Linked DNA regions of Danio rerio: region 2 is linked to region 1. Evidence: chromatin contacts called from public Hi-C data. All regions are on one chromosome and are shown on one strand. The core of a region is the stretch at or near the end of the contact, and the rest is flanking DNA. Distances in the headings are between cores, read along the strand shown.

Region 1 (3,276 bases), core at 494-2,993:
ACATGCAATCTCCACACAGATATGCCAGCTGGAACTCGAGCCAGCGACTTTCTTGCTAACCACTGCACCATATGTCTCCACATATTTATTTATTTCTTTATTTTTGGGGAAAGTGGGGATGGCTGCAACAAGGCTTATTCCTCCATTCAGGAATAAGCTAGAGTGCTGATATACATATTCTCAGTTAGACCCTCCTTCAATCTGAGAGAAATCAGCCTTGTGTGACCATTCCTTCAGTATAAAACTCATTTTTATGTTAAAAAATTATTAATAATAAAATGTATTAATAATAATGTTTTTAAGGTTGTCTAATCTGATTTTGTAAAACATTATTCATTTGTGTAATTTAAATAACTGTTTTCTAAGCTTTAAATAGGAATAGCTATCAAGCGTTAAAGTTATTGTATCACCCTAGCATAGACGGTTTGATCAGGGTTGACAAAGTTGCTGAACATGCCGTTGCAACTGTCCCCAATCACAAATTCCTTTAAAAGCTTGCCATATTAACAATGTACTATTGAATTTGATCAGTTTTAATGTAATTCAATTTAAAAAAAAAATAAAATGAAAAAATTCATTAATTCATTTCAAAGTTCAGAGATGTAGTTTAGGAAAGCTATAGTCTAGATTTTCAGTTTCTTTAAGCTTTTAGTCTGTATTTATATGGCCAATTTAACACAATACTGTCTATGGGAAAATGAAGGGAATGCAAAACTGAAGGGAGTTGCAGCTGTCCCCACTCTGCCCTATTTATTTTTATTAATGCTTAAAGAACACAAAACAGAACAATACAAAGCACAAAAAAGGAACATATTAAATTATTAATAAACATGTTTATTAATAAATCAAAGTGAATTATTTAAGATAAAATTTTTTTTAAGTTTTTATCTTAAATAAAATGGAAATTTTTTTATTAAAAAAATAATAAACAAAATAAACAAACCCATAGAAAATCGGGTCGAAATTATAATTATGATAACAAAAAAAGACTATATAATAATATATAACATATAATATACTATGATCATAATTGCATAATATAAATAAATTATATATATATATATATATATATATATATATATATATATATATATATATATATATATATAAAACAAATGAACAAAATTAATACAAATATATCCAAATACCTGATGCAAAATAAATATTAGATGAGATCAATATGAATGTATTTTTTTTTTCAAAAACGTAATTGAAATTTCATAAATAATACAATGTAAATAAGTAAATACAATTTATGACAAAAATAATAATGTAAAATTGATTAAAATAAATAAACAAACAAAAGCATAAATAAATAAAGTCCTGCAATTATTATTGGGAAATACAGATTAAAACTATTTTCTACAGAACATATGTTTAATATATGAATAATATGTATTTTTATGTACTCATAATAATATTGTCTCAGTTTTACATTTTATGATGGGGGACTTTTATCTTGATGATTACACACAGGCGTACAACTTCCTGTGTTGTCGTCAATGGTCAGGTCCTTTATGCAGTGTTCTTTACAAATAACATTAGTTAAATAAATCCGCAACTTGCCACCTATACCGCTATTAATTAAAATAAAATGAAATTCTATTTGACATTTAGTATTTAAACTGGGGAAATTGTAAATGTGTTAAACGAATGTTGCCTGACATAGTAAATGTCACTTATCATTATCATTTCAAGGTCCTGACAGACTACAGGAAATGGCAAGCGCTGAATTCCTCCGCGCATGCGTATCATTCACGTTCTCCAGTGTGTGTTTGCTCCAATGAAGGTTGATCTGTCAAATAACCATAACTAAGTGTTTTCAGCAGTTACTGATGTCGCTATAATAACAGCTATATATATATTTGGCTTGGCCTGCTTTGGGGATTCCAGAAAAGGGTAAGCAGACGATATTCTGATCAGTAATATACCATGTATCTGCAGAGTGCTTAATTAAATGCAGGATACTGTATGTGTTTTTAAAGATTTGGAAGATTTTTTTGTCCTGTTTTCTAGTCACTGAGAACCAGTCTCTTTATTTTATTCAGCCATTATGTGGGTCTTGAATAGTTTTAATTCGCTCTTCCACAACGTATAACAAACATTATGGACATTGTTGCATGCACTGACAGATGGATGGATGGATGGATGGATGGATGGATGGATGGATGGATGGATGGATGCATGCATGCATTCATTCAATCATTCAAATATTTTTGTCTTCCAGTACAAATGTTTAAACAAATCAAGATATATGCAAAATAAAGAAATGCTTTTGTATTAAATAGATTTGTCTTTCCTAAGCCTATTGGCAGATTTCTGATCTTGTTTTAATCATAACTTTATTGCTTTTTTTTTTTAACTTTATTTATATAAGTTTTTATGCAAACAACACCCAATAGTGTGCATCTTGTATATATGTTAACAAAATTATCTTATTATTATCTATTAGACCAACTAGAACATGCATCAAAACACTAGCAAACAATGCAGCAATTATACAGCGCTACCAAATACATCTCAGGCAGACTAATGGAATAAGTAACAAAATAGAACGACGTGTAAAAAGAAGGGAGGAAAAAAAATATTACAGAAACAAATATTAGCATACATCTAAAGAAGGGCCTGCATGTTTTATCATACATCTTCTGTTTGCCAAATCTAGAGAAATGTAACCTTTTTGAGAGATTAATTGCTTAATTTTAAACAATTTCTCAGACAACAACACTTCTTATATTACAGTGCTTACTAGGTAAATGTGTATTTATTTAAGAATCTTTAGACTGATAAACAAACAAATAAAATACTAAGAACAATGTGCAATGTGAACTGTACAGATACAGTAAAACTTTAAATATTAAGAAGCTTAGAAATAAATATTTTTATTTTTAAAATGTTAAACTCTTCGTTCTACCTTACACATTTATATCTGTTTACCTACTTGCATTTAGAGAACATATTGACCTAATGTTTTCTCAAAATGATAAATATATTTTGAAATTACTTTTATATATTAAAATATTTATATATTATATTTTATTGTAAAAATACACAGACATGTATTATTTTATCCTTATTTATTTATCTTGCATATTTCAAAATATATATTTATATTCATCTTAAATACAACTTTAAATTCTAAACAAAATGTTGTTTATCTTGTCTTATATACTAAAATACAATATTTACAATCCTAAAACCTGACCTGTAAACGGTCAGTAAAAAACACTTATTACGTTTAAAAACAAAAGGTTTTGGTTACTTTGAACAAAATAT
Region 2 (3,276 bases), core at 317-2,816, 180 kb before region 1:
GTGTCCTCAGGTGCCTCTTAAGGAATAAAGATCTGTTTATTATATTTGTTAAAAAAAATGTGATTCAGAAAAATACTTTACAATCCTTCATAGGTCATAGATTTGTTAGTTGTTGATGTTTTTTAAGTGTGAGATACAAATAATATTGTGGACATGAAAAGTCTTCATTCTGAAATAATTAGCCTACATCTCCATCTACTGGTAAACTTTGGAAGTGGGTCAAACATGAGAACTATAAAATGAGAAATATAAGTTTGTAATAATTTAATTGTGCAGTGAAATAAAATATGTAAATGAAATATGTACATATAAATATACAAATTTAAATAAAATACTGATAAATGTGAAATGGTGTCTGTCTCATGCATTTTACTCCTATAATATTATTAATAATAATAATAAAAACCATTATTTTTATTATTATTAACAGCCTTATTGACAATTATGAAAGTATTTTTAGACATATACAATTGTGTAGACACGACTTAATATAGGCCATAACATATATCAAGTGATTTTATTTCTACAGATATTACTTTGCATATTTTTTAAGCCTAATGTAGCCTTGTCTTTTTGAACAGTTGAATATTTTCATAGGTAAAACTTGACAAACAAATAAATCCTGAGGAAGCTAAAAAAAATGTATATTCATATGATACGTAGTTTGCCAATAAAGCTATAAATCATTAGTTCATGCAAAAAAAAATTACATTCCCCTAAAATATCATTGAATAGCTACAGTTCAAGTAAGAACAGTTTTAGTGCAGCATGTTGCACACTGCATTATCCGTTGATTATCTGGATTGTCCGTGTTCATACAACCATTGGTTTTTGGAGATCACAATTTCAAGATGTCAACTTGAACGAGACTTAAGATTTCCAGACGTTTTTCTATTATAAATTAAATTAGAGAGGTATCATTTAAAATTGTTAATAATAATCATCCTGTAAAACAGATAATTGCAAAATTTAGTAAAGATGCTGATTTAAAATGTGCTTTCTGTAATGATAAAGAAGAGAGTATTGTTCATTTATTTTATAATTGTATTTATACACAATAGTTTTGCTGTGATATTTTCTTTTTTGATTAAGCAGAGTACAAATATTGTGTTCGAATTCAAAGAAAAAGATGATTTTTTTTATGAGAATGCATTTGACTTTAAAATTTGGTATCTTGATTATTTGATCATTATATATGGACAATTTTTCATTCTTAAATGTAAATGGACAGTGAAAAAAACTAGTTTTACTCACTTTAAAATCAAAAGAGGTCATTGCTTATTTACGATAAAAGAAACAAAAAATACCAAAACAAAAAGAACTGCTATTATCTTAAAGCTTTAAAATGTGTCCTGGGGATAATTGTAATGTTTTTTTTTTTTCTTTAAATTGTATTCAGTTTAAAGTCAATATAATGTTGTTATTTCTCTTGTTTGTTATGTGTTCTAAAACTGCAACAACAACAAATACCCCAAACACTACATTACCCAGTAAACCCAATCCCACAATCAACTGCGCATGCGCTGAAAAGTCACTACTTGACGCGCCCCTCCCCTTTCTATTTCAATGTAAGATGGTGGTTAGGAGGCACTGTCGCTCTACAGAGAGGCTGTAACACACAAGACTTGGTGTTTTCGCATCAAATCACACAGGAGCAGGGACAAACCATCCCAGGAATTTATACTGTGACCTGCTGTGCTAGACCTGAGCCGCTCACATAGATTGTATTTGCTGTGAATCTGACTGTTCACATAGACAGGGGTGAGTATCCCACCAAGGCCTCTCTTGTCCACCGCCTCCACATTCAACTGCTTTTCTTTTTTTCAGATCACCTCTTTATTACACATCTCATCCCTCTTACTTGCCAAACACGTCCATTTCTTGTGGAAATGCCCATGTCGTGTGTGTTTAATCGGAGTAACGTTAGCCGTCATGTTAGCTGAGTAGCTGCTAGCCGCACCGTTTGACCGGCTTTTAATAAAATACACGAAAATTAACCATCGCTTTGCCAAACACTGACTTATTATTTGCTACACGTGTTTTGAGAAGGCATATACTTCATGTACACAAATGTCAGTTCACGTTTCAGCCGGTTGAATAACTTCCATATGTGTTAGCCTAGCTGGAAGCCACCAACAAGGAAACATTGCATTTCTGGACATGCTTATTATGTACTTTGACAATAAGGGAATTTCCTTTGTATTTTGGCAGTCAGTTAGCGTTATTGCGTTATCATTTTTATTATATGACGTCTGACATTTGCTCCGTTAACTGCAGTTATTTTTATTATTTGTGTCCACACCCTTTATTATTGTGTGATTGGGTTTGACAGGAGGTGCATGCTACAGGTTTTCTTTGACCACATGCATCTGTCATTCTTTCCATAAGGAATGTTATGAATCCAGCGTCTATTAGAAGATGATTTTGTGTGTGTGCTGGTTGCAACTTTAATTGAACTCTGCAGTTTCAGTGTTGAGTATGCACTAATAATGCAGTTCAGTCAGCAATGGGCCTTTTGAGCTCACCATCTGCTTATTGTCTTTAAGATGTAAGCATTTTGTAAACAATTTGAAGATTAAAGCTGCGTAGTGTTGATCCAGACTCTTTTTTTCTTGCCTCTGTGGAACACAAAATGCCTTTTTAGCTGCAATGACAGATTATATTGAAAGAAAGTCATGCAGGTTTGGATTATCACGTTGTGTCATAATTTAAAATCCCTTTCCTTAAACCTTTTTGTTGCATGGTGTGATTTAACAGTGTATATTGATTGTAATGCAAGGTTTGCCAGTTAAATTGATGCTTCATGAAGTAGGCTTTTGCTTGAGTTGCGCTGTGGGCCAGTTTTAGTTGGACCGAGATGTTCCAGAACATCACCAGGCATTGTTTGGGCCAGACACAATGTTTGTGAGACCGTTTTCGGTCAAGGGTCATTGCTGTCATACAATCCTATTCTGGATAGATGTCTGCGTAGGTGTTCAGTTGCATAAAAGTGAACGTCTTTGTAGCTGGCTAAATAAATTCATTATCTGTCAGAATGGATAACATGCCTTTCTGTCCAAGTCTTCTATTAATTTCAGCGTGAAGGTCAGTCTTTTTTATTAATATTGTATTTTATCACTGTGATGTTTTCAGAGCTGTCTCCATCATGTTAGAACATTCTCTTTTTTTTTGTATTTTGTAATGCTTTTATTTGGTCTACAGGGAATTTTCTTTTTGGCACAGACATATCTTTCATTGCTTGCCGGTGCCTCTTCGATCTGCTCACGAAGAGCAGCC

Evidence for each region. A called contact is a pair of places that touch in the nucleus more often than the background predicts.
Region 2: a Hi-C map of hematopoietic stem cells shows a contact between it and region 1, with 2.9 times the contacts expected there. The contact joins the promoter of cnot4b here to the promoter of mrps33 in region 1. A contact is called at or near these places in 1 of 18 Hi-C or Micro-C datasets (hematopoietic stem cells) and 1 of 4 datasets of contacts at active chromatin or transcription factors (embryo).

What each region holds. Positions count from the first base shown.
Region 1 is chr4:12,677,826-12,681,101 of GRCz12tu, reverse strand. It overlaps mrps33 (mitochondrial ribosomal protein S33), which reads left to right and starts at 1,743. Exons shown (of 3, transcript NM_001002306.2): 1 at 1,743-1,899.
Region 2 is chr4:12,857,761-12,861,036 of GRCz12tu, reverse strand. It overlaps cnot4b (CCR4-NOT transcription complex, subunit 4b), which reads left to right and starts at 1,566. Exons shown (of 13, transcript NM_201169.1): 1 at 1,566-1,761.